Regions from separate parts of the Rattus norvegicus genome. Here region 1 is linked to region 2. Evidence: chromatin contacts called from public Hi-C data. All regions are on one chromosome and are shown on one strand. Each heading gives the region's core, a stretch centred on a gene start, on an enhancer-like site or on the middle of the called end of the contact. The rest is flanking DNA. Distances are from core to core; before and after follow the strand shown. Region 1 overlaps Atosa (atos homolog A). Region 2 has its middle 29 kb from the start of Atosa.

What was found. Hi-C and Micro-C count contacts between places; a contact is called where the count stands out from the background.
Region 1: a contact with region 2 is called in a Hi-C map of liver, with 1.8 times the contacts expected there. The contact joins two enhancer-like sites. A contact is called at or near these places in 2 of 12 Hi-C or Micro-C datasets (liver and prefrontal cortex).

The regions. Positions count from the first base shown.
Region 1 is chr8:84,623,236-84,630,290 of GRCr8, forward strand. It overlaps Atosa (atos homolog A), which reads left to right. Exons shown (of 13, transcript NM_001106838.1): 3 at 6,225-6,409. Among named protein-coding and RNA genes, the nearest start is that of Arpp19, 34 kb to the right of the region's middle. Within about 2 kb of position 3,181, at least 6 of the 93 cell types and tissues checked have an H3K27ac peak or open chromatin away from gene starts, as enhancers often do. A contact at or near this core is called in liver, where this site is marked.
Region 2 is chr8:84,542,744-84,550,005 of GRCr8, forward strand. No RefSeq gene overlaps it. Among named protein-coding and RNA genes, the nearest start is that of Atosa, 29 kb to the right of the region's middle. Within about 2 kb of position 1,593, at least 11 of the 93 cell types and tissues checked have an H3K27ac peak or open chromatin away from gene starts, as enhancers often do. A contact at or near this core is called in liver, where this site is marked.

The DNA.
Region 1 (7,055 bases), core at 1,931-4,430, 82 kb after region 2:
ATATAATGGATCACGTTGATGGTTTTCCATATATTAAACCATCCCTGCATGCCTGGGATGAAGCCTACTTGATCATGGTGGATGATTGTTTTGATGTGCTCTTGAATTCGGTTTGCCAGAATTTTATTGAGTATTTTTGCGTCGATATTCATAAGGGAAATTGGTCTGAAGTTCTCTTTCTTTGTTGTGTCTTTGTGTGGTTTAGGTATAAGAGTAATTGTGGCTTCGTAGAAGGAATTCGGTAGTGCTCCATCTGTTTCAATTTTGTGGAATAGTTTGGATAATATTGGTATGAGGTCTTCTATGAAGGTTTGATAGAATTCTGCACTAAACCCGTCTGGACCTGGGCTCTTTTTGGTTGGGAGACCTTTAATGACTGCTTCTATTTCCTTAGGAGTTATGGGGTTGTTTAACTGGTTTATCTGTTCCTGATTTAACTTCGGTACCTGGTATCTGTCTAGGAAATTGTCCATTTCCTGAAGATTTTCAAGTTTTGTTGAATATAGGTTTTTATAGTAAGATCTGATGATTTTTTGAATTTCCTCTGAATCTGTAGTTATGTCTCCCTTTTCCTACCTCATTTCTTAAGGAAGATGCCACATGACATTTCTTTAGCCAGACAAATACATCAGAAAGCAAATACTCATGAAAACAATAGTTTAATTCATCTTTTAGTTCTTTGTGCAGAAAGGCCACTAAGAAAATCATTCTGACTATCTGAACTAGTAAAGTTATAAGTGTGTTTTAAAGTAAGTGGCCATTGACTATACTGGTTTTGTTGTTTAATATTTGACTGTTAACTAAAAACAAACCTAAGTTTCTACCATAGCAAGGTATGCCAAAAATCAAAGGACAAAGTCTTTTTCTTACTCAGAAGTTTCTGAGGTAAGAATTTTTATTACATTTTGGGGGGGGGTGTTGTTTTGATTACACCGGCTGGGGTTGAGACTCCGTATTTGAACATCTCAGTCGCCTGATTAGGACCCTGGATCTGACCCACAGCACTAGGGAAAGTTCATCTCAGCTTGACCAGTAGTGGAGCTAACATTTTTCTGTGCCTTGGGGTTCTACCAACTATCACACTGTAACAATCCAGGTTCAACATTAATTATAATTTAGGCATCTTATTTAACCCTTTATGCATACAATTAGTCTTTTTTTTTTTTTTTTTTTTTTTTTTGGAGCTGGGGACCGAACCCAGGGCCTTGCGCTTCCTAGGCAAGCGCTCTACCACTGAGCCAAATCCCCAACCCAACACAATTAGTCTTTAAAGTATCATTTATCTGAAGCCAACAGAAGAGAACCAGTGAGATGTCTCAGCATGTAAAGGCACTTACCAGAGAAAAGCCTGAGTTTGATCCCCAGAACCCACAAAAGCACAGTAGGAGGGGAGACTTGACTCCAGAAAATGCCCTCAGATCTTTACATATGTGGTGTGGCACACACAGCGTGCACTCAGGCACACACCCCCCACACACACACACACAGCAAAACCAAATGAAATTGAATAAAAACAATGCAGCCAGCAGAACTCATGACAAGCTGCAGGTTTCTTAAACAATACCTTATTTCTTACACACACACACACACACACACACACACACACACACACACAAAACCCTTCAAAAAACAAACAAACAAACAAAAAAGGAACAAGAGAACATCTAAATTCTTTAAGACTAGGTCTTGTTGATAGTTGTTCCAGAGAACTTTCTAGAACTCACACCATAAAAAATAAGTCAGAGTTGATAATTATAATAAATGTAAGCTTGGACAAATGACTTTAAAATTTCTTCTTCTCACCCACAAAGGAGAGAAGTAGTTTCCAGTGGTATTTATTTTAAATTTAATTGTTATGCTGTGCCACTTATGTGTATGGCAATATTCTAAAAAAATATTTTTACAAATAACCCTTGCAACTTCAGTCTGCAAGATGTTACAATCTTAGCTTAATTAAGTGGGAAGGTGGTTAGGAAGCTGACTCTGAAGGTTAAATACTTGGTCACAAATGTGTGGACCAGAGTTCAGAGCACCAACACCCTGGCAGGAAAGCTGGTGACCTGCCGGATGCTGGGTACTGACAGCCACCTGCAGAGCCAGTTCAAGAGGTGGAGACAGCAGATCCCTCGGGCGAGTTACATCCCCTCAATGGCAGAGCCTACTCAGAAAAAGTAGAGAGAAGCTGAGGAAGAAACCCAGCTCCACCTCCGTCCCCACACGCACCTTCACACACGTGAGCACTCATACACATGCAAAGATATAGAGATTAATGAGGGGAAAGCCAGAATAGAGGAGTTATGTATGGGGCTAGGGAGGTGACTCTGTAGTTTAGAGAGGACCAGAGTTTAGTTCCCAGAACCCGTGCTGGGTCAGTCACAACTGCTTGTAACCTCAGCTCCGGTGGAGCCAGCCTCCATTTCTGGCTTCTGCAGGCACCCGCACTTACCCTCACATGCCCACACAGATGTAACTTTAAAAATTAAATCTCTACGCTGTCCAGTGGTCCACGTGTCTTTAATTCCAGCACTTAGGGGCAGAGGTAGGTGGACCTCTATGAATTGAGGACAGCGTGGTTTACAGCGTGAATTCCAGGACAGCCTAGACTGCACAGAGAAACTGTGACTCAAACCAAAAGCAAAACAAATCCTAAAAGAAAAATAAAGCAAGAGTAAATCAATCCATGATGTTTATTATGGCTGTTTCTCATAATCATGTCTTGATAAAATTTTTAAGGTTTATATAATTTTTTTTCAAAAATACTAGTATTATGTGTGTACGTGCAGTGTGCATGAGAGAGAGGTTGTGTGTGTTTATGTGTGTGTGTGTGGGTGTGTGTGTGTGTGTGTGTGTGTGTGTACATGGTATATAGACAGAGGCTAGAGAACAAGTGTGGGTGGTTGTTTCTCTTTGTTCACATTTTGGTGGGCTCCAAGGATGCGGGATTAAGACGCTCACTGTGAGGAAGCAGAGGGTTCTGCATGCTACCGAGCTGTCAAGACAGTACTGGGTCAGTCCACCTGCAGTGTTGATTGGTTTCTTCAGCCTTTCTTTTTGCCTGGTCAGTGCTCCAAATTTTGGAGAGGGTTGTCTGTCCATGGAAAATGGTGTCATGGACCCATGTGGATGTGGAAGGCATGACTCTGGGTTGCATGCCAGTGTCTGGCAACAGCCATCACTGCGTCAGTGACTTATGCAAGCTCTGGGAAGAGAAGGAAGCCAGTAAAAGGGCAATGTGGAGAGCAGGTCGGAAAGAGGCCTTTTACAGATGAGACAGGGTGTCTTCACAAACCTGTGGGTAGATGAAAAGGAGAGGGGAAAGCACACCTGACGCATCAGAGAGAGAATGGAAGGACACGAGCTCTCTAGATAGGACTTTGTCTGGGATGGAGAGATCATGAGGGGAGCTGCGAATGCTGAGTTGACCTGGCACTCAGGCAGCATCCATATCAGAGCCCATGCCATCATCCAGCTAGAGCAGCTGGCTCTGTGACAGCTCTGGCCAAGTGTCAGGCTTGAGGGTCTATAAGTGGATCATCAGGAAGCCGACAGCTGAAGAAAAGAGATAACCAAACCTTTGTACCTGAGGATTCAGTCGAGCGGGTCTTCAGTAAAACAGATCTCCACTAAGGTGGGAGATGAACAGGGTCCCTCAGCCTCTACCACTGTGCTTGTAGTCTGACCACGAGCTAGGGCTGGTCTGCTGCTCTGGAGAGCCATGCTCTTGAGGTTCTGGACTGGAGCCCACTCCAACTAGAAAAGTAAGCAGCTTAGGCATAGCAAAAGCTCTAGACACTTGGGGAGATCCAGGGATGAAGCAGGCCACCTCAGCACTAGATATGCAAGGACTGGCTGCTGACAGTTCAGGGACAGTGTCTGAGGGCTTATTTGGAGGTTGAATTAGACTTTTTCAGGATTCTTTCAGCTCCAAGAGTCTGTGCATCTCTGCTCTTCAGAAGCAGCGGAGCTGGCTCATGGCCAGCAGACCCAGCATTTGGGAGGTAGAAGAGGGAAGACCAGAAAGTTAAGTATAGCCTTGACTATATACAATGAGTTTGAGGCCAGCCCAGACTAAATGAGGACTTGTCTTTTAAAAAAAAATAATTCTTGGGGCTGGGGATTTAGCTCAGTGGTAGAGCGCTTACCTAGGAAGCGCAAGGCCCTGGGTTCGGTCCCCAGCTCCGAAAAAAAAGAACCAAAAAAAAAAAATAATTCTTAAATCAACAGCAAAAACCTAACAAACAAACAAACAAACAAACAAAAGAAAGGAGAGGTAGAAGAGCTCAGGGGAAATCTTAGGGGAGATCACAAAGTGAGCAGTCTCTCTGACTGCACCAGAACCTGCCGTGCACACACATTGCTGCCTTTGCACCCTGAAAAAACCCCACACAGTTGGGCAGCACACAGCTCTGTGTCGACAAACGGAGGAGGAGTGTCCTTCCCAAGGCTGGCTGGACTTCTACACATGCTGTTTGACTTATTTCTATAGCCTGCCAAGATAGTAGAAAGATTCCAGGCCACTCAAACCACAGAGTAAAGTGGAAAAGAGGCCAGGGAAAAACCTGGGAGATTGCTAAAAAGATCATTTATTTAAGATAACACTGTTTTATCTTCAGAGGGGGCAGGCTGTTAATATGAATCAAAATTGTTCATTTGTGAGTTTATCCCAGCCTTAGCGAGTTCATTAAGCTGGATGTTCAAGCATATTAGTTTTCAAGCATATTTATAAAGATTGTTCTATTTAGAAAACAGCTGGATCATCCTAAACATCCAACAGTATGGTACCGATTAAATAGTTTATGCTATAGGTCTATCTAAATAAAAATAGAGGCCTACATTTGAGAAGGAAAATTGTCTACTAGATAATTAAAACACATTTTTTAAAAAAGATAGAAAGTAAGGGGTCGACAAAATGGCTCTGCAAATAAAGGTACTTGCCAGCAAGCCTGATGGCCTGAGTTCAATCCTGGGACCTCACATAGTGAAAAGAACAAATTTGTCCTCTGACCTTCTGTTTGCACGCTGGCATACACCCCTGCTCCATGGGTACCTACACACATGCACATGCACAAATAAAGTCATAGGATGTAACAGAAAACGTAAAGGTAGGAGTGATGACCGATGATCATATGTCTCCAGGTTTATCTGTAAATACTCCTTGATTTATGATCTAATTCCATCCCCAAAGGAGATTTGAGACCCTCTCTTTTCCAGTCAGCTCATTATTATAATTTATAGTCCCATTTCCAGGAATAATTCTGTATCACAAAAATACCAAATGAATAAAAGCATGTGTCAGATATATATTATTTTCATTTTTAAGAAACAAAAGTATGTAATAGGAAATTTTATGGCCATTGTGAACAACCACATTATTATGGTAGTTAGGGCCTGGTTTCTAGGGTCAAATCGTGTATCCAAGTTGCAGATTGACTGGGGTGAGCATGTGTCAGCTCCCTGCCCTAGCTCCTTGCCCTTGCTTTGACTGCCTGTAAGATGCAGGTAGGCGTCCTCATCCTACAGTGCCATGAGGACTGAGCTTATCTAGACCAAGGACTTAGAAGTAAAGATGCTTGCTGCCAGTAAAAACCACCGTCCTAAGTGTTAGCTGTCATCTTCCTGCCTCAGCCTCTTCAGTGCTGGGAACTTTAGGCCTCAGCTACACCTTCAGTCAGGAAAAGGTTTGTTACTTATTAGTTTTTGCATTTTGAGACAGGGTCTTCTATAACCAAAAGTAGCCTGGAACTCACTGTATAGCCTAGGCTGGCCCTAAACTCACAACAGTCCTTGTCTTAGCCTTCCGAGTGCTGTGAATATTGCCCCCAGCTGTCATGAGTTCCTATTGAGTACTTTAGAGGTTTATCTCAGTGACGGAGTGGATAGGAATGGTGCTGCACAACTGCAGTCTCGGAACCTAAGAGCCAGAGAGGATAGAAGTTCAAGACCAACTTACACCACTTGGTGAACTTGACGCCAGGCTGGGCTGTATGAAACCTTATCTCCAAACAATTAATTCATTAAAAATTAATGAGCTACGGATATAGCTCAGTTGTAGAGCACTTGTTGACATCACTTGTTGATGAGGATGAAACGCTGACCTAGTAGTATGTAGCCCTGGGTTCAGGCCTATAATGATAGATAGATAAACAGCAACACTGTAAAAATGTGAATAACTCAAGTGATGAATTCTTAATACAATGAAGAATTTTCCTTTTTTTTAATGCCAGATGCCTTGGATGAGTATTTTGAATATGATGCAGAGGAGTTCTTGGTCTCTTTGGCCTTGCTGATAACTGAAGGCCGAACCCCTGAGTGTTCCGTGAAAGGCCGTGCAGAGAGTTTCCACTGCCCTCCAGCGCAGTCTCGTTTCCCAGGCGCAGCCAGACATGAGTGCAGCGACAAGCTGGCCCAGGTGAGGACTGGGCTCCGTTGCTGCTGGGTTTGTCTTTTGTGTAAACTAGCTCAGATGTTCTCATCCCTGCTGTTCTGCCACAGTGATTTCTGTATTTGAGCAATGGCTTGGAAATGCTCTGGGTACCTTCCCTAAGATGAAGAGAGGTTGGAAGCCCCTCCCACTTCACAGGAGACTTCACTGCTGCCATCTGCTTTCCTTTAGCTGTGGAGTCTTCCCTTGGCCCTCCATTGTATGTTCTTATTCATTAGATAAATAACCTACATTAACTTTTTCCCCTATATTTTTTCAGTGGGAAAAATTTATATTAATATTTTAAAAGAAAATCATCAAAACATTTTAATAAGTAGCACATGATATAATTTCTAAAAATTATATATTTTCTCTAATATATATTTTTTCTTCCAGTTATTAATTTCTTTTGTTGTTGGTGGTGTTTTAAGATTTATTCATTTTATGTATGTGAGTACACTGTAGCTGTCTTCAGACACAGCAGAAGGGGGCATCGGATCCCGTTACAGATGGTTGTGAGCCACAATAGGGGTGCTGGGAACAGAAGAGACAGCCGAGCCTGAGCAAGTGCTACCACATATGCGCTTTCCTTATGCAGATATCTACAATTATGGTTTTGAAATTTAAATACAAA
Region 2 (7,262 bases), core at 343-2,842:
AGTCAAGTAACCTGGATCCTTGGGGGCTCCCGGAGGCTGAGACATATATGGGTTGTACTGAGGCCCTTGACACATATGTAGCAGATGTGCAGCTCTCCACGTCTCCACGTGGGTCTCCCAAGAGCAGGAGCAGGGGCTGTCCCTAAAGCTTCTGCCTGTTGAGGCAGCATTTTAAAACCCTAATTACACATTTGCTGCAATTCTGGAAGCCAAGAGAACACCATCAAAATAAAAACCCAAGCGGAGTTTTCCTGCCCGAGAAACCTATGATCTTACTAGAGAGCCAAATTAGCAATGGGGAAGAACTTGAAAACACTGTGGATGTGAGTGTGTGTGCGTGCTTGTATGTGCTTGAGAGCAGGTCTTGCTACTTGCCCAGGGTGTTCTCAGATTCACTGTGTGACAAAGTCTTGTCTAGAACTCCTGATCCTCCTGACCCACTCTCCTGAGAAGCCGGGATTGCAGGCAGGCACCACCACACCTGGCTTCTGCAAAACCACATTTAATCAGAAACTGCCAGGTGTGTCCAAACTTCTGGCATTGTGAAATGATGTTGTCATCTACCAAGAACTGCCTAGTTAAGTTGCGAAAACAAAACAGAACTCTCAGCGATTTTAGTAAGTTTGTGGTGTGTGAGTCCACACAAGTAGCCATGCACAAGCTAGAGACCCAAATGGAAAGGAGCTTGCCTGTCTTTTGAAACAGATTTAATCATTTTTGACCTCGGTTTCCATGCTGTATATATTTTTTTTTGGTTCTTTTTTTTCGGAGCTGGGGACCGAACCCAGGGCCTTGCGCTTCCTAGGTAAGCGCTCTACCACTGAGCTAAATCCCCAGCCCCCCATGCTGTATATTTTTATTGTTTTGTTCTTAGGCAGCAATCATATTAATCCCTTATCTTTTTAACAATCCTATAACATTCAAATGTAATAGCATGTTATTGCCATTCTTAGTAATATTTCAACATTAAGGCCTGATCATTACTTGGAGTGTTATTATAATATTGCAAGTTCAGGCGGGTCTAGGGGCACAGGGTGTAATCCCAGGTACTTGGGAGGATGAGGTAGGAGAATAACAGGTTCAAGGCCTGTCTGAGCTACAGAGTGGGTTCCAGATCAGCCTGAGCAATCAAGTGAAGCCCTGTCTCAAAGAGGAAAAAGAGGACTGCAAATGTAGCTCATTGAGAGAACCCTTGTCTCAAATGCTCCAGGGCCTAAGCTCAGTCCTTAGTATTACACAAATAAATCAATTATGCTGATAGATGATAAATAATAATAGAAAATAGATGATAGGTAGATAGATAGATAGATAGATAGATAGATAGATAGATAGATAGATAGATAGATAGATAACAATAGAATATTAGAGCTCAGAGATCAGGAAGTCTCTCCAGAGAGGAAAGTGCCGGAATCTTGAACTAGCTTTGAAGGATGTGTACTATTCTGAGGGGCAAAAGGAGCCTTGCTGGGGAGGTGGAAGAGAATGGGAAGAGCAGAGATGAGGAGAGAGGAATGAAGGCTCTGAGGCAAGAGTGGGAAGGCAGTCTAGCCAAGGGGAGGGACTGCCTGAGGGGGAGGGGGAGGGGGAGGGAACACGTGCTTTGATAGTCTGGCCAAGTGCTTTCCTCAGCAGAAAGGCCGTGTGCCCATGAGTTGACAGTAAGAGAGAGGAGAACTTTTCCTTTGTCAAAGACTAAAGGTTTGTTTAGAAAACAGAAATAACTGCAACAGTTAGACCTCCAGGGTGTAGCTGATCTTGGTGGCACATGCCTCTAATCCCAACAATCAAGAGGTGGAATCAAGAGGATCTAGGAGTTCAAGGTCAGCCTCAGCTACATAGCAGGTTCAAAGCTAGCCTAAAACATATATAAGAACTTGTCTTTTTTAAAAAGTCCCATGTTCTAAAAGGTTTTGTTGTCTGACCCTCCCAAGCAACATCTCATTATTCCAGCAAGTAGGGGTGGGGGGGGTCTTCTCTCTAGGTGGTTCTATCAGCCCAGGGCTTTGCAGCTAAACTGCACGAGATAATCCAAATCCACGTGGTACCATTCATCGCCGACACTTTCTCTTAGTTCCTTTAAGTTATCTGTGATCTCATTCCACACAATCAGTGGTCATCTCTATGTCTTCATGCCTGACCTCTGCTGGGTCTGTGACTGGCCCTTACTCATCACTGTTTCACAGAAGGCTGTATTGTCTGTGCAGGGCTGAGAACAGAACTATCTCCCATTCCCAGACAAACGGCTTCAGAACCCTCCCGTCACGTAAACCACTGAGATTGCTCCCATAAGCACCCTGTTCCTTTAAAAAACAAATGTGTCTTTGGTGGCATAAGAGACCTTGGAGTCACATGTCACTGTTCATTATTTTAATTAATTAATGTTTTAATTAATTAAATTTCCCCCTTCAGCTACCCGTGAGATACATGGGAAGGGACGAAGGGCTGCCTGAATCTCACTAGTTCAAAAGGAAGGAACCAGGAGGTGGGTGAGGCAGGAAGCTATAGCCAAGGGGAGACAGTAGAAATTAATCCGAATTCACACTCGTGACAAAACTCCAGCATAGTTAGGTACCCATCAACTCCAGGCTTTTCTCTCTGACTTACAGCCCCCAGGAAATATACATTTTCCTTTTCTTCAATTCACTTAAAAAGGGGTGATGGTGGAAAGATGGCTTGGCCATTAAACTGCTTGCTGCGTAAGTGTGAGGAGGACTTGAAGTTGATCCCTAGAGACCCTTTAAAAAAAAACAACAACAACAATGACGACGATGACAACAACAATGAACCAAAAAACCAAGCCAGTTGTGGGGTGCACACTTGTAATCCCACAGACAAGATGGGCCTATGGCTTGCTGGTTTGATTAGTGAGCTCTGGGTCCATGAGAGACTCTGTCTCAAAAAACCCGGGTGAACAGTTCCTCAAGAATGATACCCAAGGTTAACCTCAAACCCCCACACACACAATATACATCACTTTCTTCTCTTCAACCCAATGGGGCTTGGGGCTCCCAGTAGGAAGGAAGCTCTTGGCTGTTTTCCAGGACCGATATCAAGAGTTTCATGTTGCAAATTACATCTGTCCTCTCTGATGTGGTAGCCAGCCCCATCCTTATAAACAGTGGAGCTCACTTAGAAATCTAGCTTTGGGGCCCCACCTGTTCTGGAATGTTTCAAGAGGATAAAACTGAGCCAGGTATTAGCTGAGGTAATACATCTCTTCTCTTCTACCACCACTGGCCCCAAAGATAGTACCTTCTGCTCACACTTTCTCCTCCGGTAAAGTAGCAGAGTCACGCTGGACTCTTCCCCTTGGGGAGGAGTGACCCGCGTTGGGGACAGATGGGGTGAAGGTCCATTGTCTGTTCACTCTGTCTTGCCGAGAATGTCTGCACCTTGCTCTCTCTGGTTTTGTCCCCATGTACCAGGCAGTGATGACTGAGACCCATAGCCTCCTTCTGGAGTTCTCTGGGTCTCCCTCCCATAGGAAGAATGAACTGTTAGCATGCTGGCTGGTAGTGGCCGTGCCCTGGTCACCAAGGCAATGCTCTTGTTAGTAAAGCTAGGGCTTCTGTGAGGCTCTCCAGACTGTCCTTCAGCTGATTCGGAACCTAGAGTGAGGGTAGTGTGACTGGTGGACAGTCCTATTCGTTATCAGTGTCTGCAAGAGAATTGCTTAGGAAGGAATTCTACTTCTTTGCTTCTTAGCACCCTCTAAGAACAAGACTCAATTCTGTTCGTCAGACCTACTGCTACAGGTTTGTGGTCCCAGCACTTGGGAAGCTGGATTACAAATGCCCATTAGCCTTAGCATGGGTGCTGAAAATTGAACTCGGCCCCTCTAGAAAGACAGCAAGTGTTCTTACTTAACTCCCAAGCCATCTTCCCGGCCCTGTTGATTTTATACCCTGATCTCCCCTCCTCTGGCCTTGCCTCTCTTGGCAAAACCAAGTCACCAATGACAGCTGATAAAAGGCCTGGTTTCCAACACAAATCCCTGCTTCTAGATCACGATTGCAATACTATTTTTGTGTCCTGGAATTCCTCACTCAGGCACTCTCAAGCCTGTGGTAAGAGTCAGTTGGCCTTTCCCCCTGCGGTCCACCTCTGTAATGCATACCCCCTGGTCTGAAGGGCAGACTGATACGGGGTTTACGAAGGGAATGTAAAGATCCAGTTTGGTTACGGAAGCTGAGCTGACCAGACATATGCAGGAACTACCTTCCCAGTGCAGGCAGTGCCCACAGATGAGAAGCCTAGGGCTGTGAGCAAGGGCAGATTGGGGCCTGGGACCAGGTTTGATTCTTTTTGTGATGCCACAGTGTGTGTGTGTGTGTGTGTGTGTGTGTGTGTGTGTGTGTGTGTGTGTGTGTGTGTGTCTCTGTGCGTGCGCGCGCATGTGCGCACGCGCTTTCTGGCTTATTGTGAAGGTCTTCTTGTCACCATAGCACGATAGAGTGTGTTTGTTTAAAAAACCATAGCTTCACTTCCAGCTTCTCTGTAGTAGACACAAGGGTACACAAGCCCCTTGTTTGTAGTGTCCATGGCAGGGCTACCTAACCGGCCTCTTCACACCAGGTTATTCAAGGCAAACATCTGATCGTCCATCCAGCGAGCACAGTGGGAGAGAACTGTGGGTGCTGGCCTTTTTATCTCTAAGAATCCTTGAGCGTGTGCTTTGTGGACTTGCTCTCAATTATTCATTGTGTGTCCCTGACAAAGGGAGAAAAAAGAATGGCTACTTTGTGGGTGTGGGGATTTTTGTTGTTGCTGCTGCTGCTGTTTGTTTTGTTTTAGAGGAGCTCATGTAGTCCTTGCTGGCCTTGAACTCCTTGCGTTCAGGATCTTCTGCCTCTGCCTCAACAGAATGGTGGAATTACAGAAGGCATGCACCGAGCACCACACCCGCCTTTCAACCTAGGGTTTGTGCATGCCAGGCAAGCATTGTAGCTAACTGAGCTGCAACCCTAGAACCACGAAGTTTATTTACAATTTTTCCAAAGCGTTACCCCATCTGACCCTTAGGATTACTCCACAAGTCAGCCAGATACAAAAGTAACGCCGCATTATAGATGATGAGGCAGAGAGGCTCGGCGGGAAAAGAGTGAGTTTGTGCAGCATCTAAAAGATCTAGCCGTGAAGTGGAAAGACCTCTTCAGAGCTGATGCAATTTTGCTTCTGGTGCTGGAGAGATGATGGTTCAGTGGGTTAAGGGCAGATACCGTTCTTACAGAAGACCTAGGTTCAATTCCCAGCACCCACATCAGCTGGCTCACAACCTCCTGTAACCCCAGCTCCAGAGGGGATCCGACATCTCTGGCCTCTATGAGCACCTGGGCTCCCTTCCATGTACCTATCTCCTGTGTACACATTTCTTTAAAAAATAGTAAAAAAAAAAAAAAAAAAAAAAGTAAACCTAAAACCACAAAGCTTTGCTTTTGCTAGGTAAGGACTTCAGGCTACACGAGCATCCCACTTCGGTTTGGAAGAGCTGCATTAGGTAAAATACACTTGGCCCCCGGTCCTGGTTTGGCTGGCAACGCCAAATGTTTTCTTGGAGAAGTCGCCCAACAGAAGCTAAGCCTCAGTTTTCATCCTTACAATGAAGGAGCTGAAGGAGATAATCTCTCAGGTTTCTTCCAGCTCAACGGTTCTTTTTACCATTTATACCCCGGATTGCTTTTCATGGTTGTGAAAGCAGCCTGGAAACCCCGGGCAACACAGTTGTGTTATATTAATGAGCCTTTATCAAATGGCCCCAGGTGGCCTTCAAGTTCCCAAATGAATCAGATCAGCTGGCACCAGTTTAATCGGAAATTAAAAATGAACGCGGAACAAAGCAGCAAATCAGCTGCACGGCAGCTGCTGTCCTTAGCTCTAGATCTTTCTCTAAGGAGGAGGCTACTCAGCGGTGGTCTCCACCGTTCCAAGAGACGGCAGCAAGATCTCTTTGAAAGAGGCTCCTGGGTTCAAATGTCCAGCACCTTGGGTCCTAGCCGCACTTGGGAGGTTGTTGGAAGTTCCCTGCCGGACACCTTGCTGTACCTCGGAGCTACTGCAAGCCCAGCTCCACAGATGTGTTTCCTTTGTGGAGACGTTTTCACTCTCAAATGGATTTATAATTAAGTCTATCTGGGAGGAGAACGGCCCGTCTCCAGGACCTAGTGTTTTGCAGAACAGGGGTTTGGGAAACACCACTAGAAAGCATTTGGGGCAGCCATGGTGGTACATGCCTGCAATCCCAGCACTCAAAAGGCTGCAGCAGGACTCAGTAGAAGGTTCCAACATATAAAGTTCATGCCACACAAGCAGGAAGACCTGAGTTCGAATCTCCAGTGTACACGTAAAAGCTCGTGCCTTTAACCTTCATACTGGGCCAGCAGAGAACAGAGGGTTCCTAAAGATTTCTGGCCTGGCATCCTAGCCAGTCACTAAGCTCGAACTAAAGAGAGACTCTGTCTCAAGAATAAACTGGCAGGGCATAATGTGTGTGTGCACCCTTAATCCCAGACCTCTGGAAGTAGAACCAGGTTGATCTCTGTGTGCTCCAGACCAGCTAATGCTACGTAGCGAGACTCTGTCTCGAAATTTTAAAGAAAGGAAGGAAGGAAGGAAGGAAGGAAGGAAGGAAGGGAGGGAGGGAGGGAGGGAGGGAGGAAGGAAGGAAGGAAGGGAGAAGAGGAAAGAGAAGAAGACACACAATGGCTGACCTGTCAGGTTACACACACATGTTTTTTTTATATGTACACATGTACTCACAGTCACACAAATACAAGTAAAACCCTTACTGCTATAGTGGGAGAATTGCCAGAATTCCAAAGCTGTGTGTAGTGGCACCCAGGTATAACCTCAGCACTCAGCCAGAGGATCAAGGTTATCATTAGTACTATGTAGTGTCTTCAAGATCAGTCTGGGAACCCTGTCTCAAAGAGGGGTGGGGAGAGTACCAAAGCTAACCCAATCTAACCCTAGTTCATTGATCTAGAATATCTCATCTCTACAGAAATTCAAAATATTCCATCAACAAAATCATAACACTCTGGAGGCTCTTGATTACAAACATGGCTTCTTCCTACTGAATGAGTGTGCCAGTCCATCGGGCAGCTCTTCAAGTGCTTCTGAGAGGATCCTAGGTCTGGATGGAAGTGGCCATAGTCACCACTGGTGTATAAAAGTTTTGGTGGGTGTGTGGGTGTTTTGTCCAGTTTGTCTGTTTTGAGACAGAATCTCAGATTGGCCTTGAGCAAATCCCCACATCGCACTGG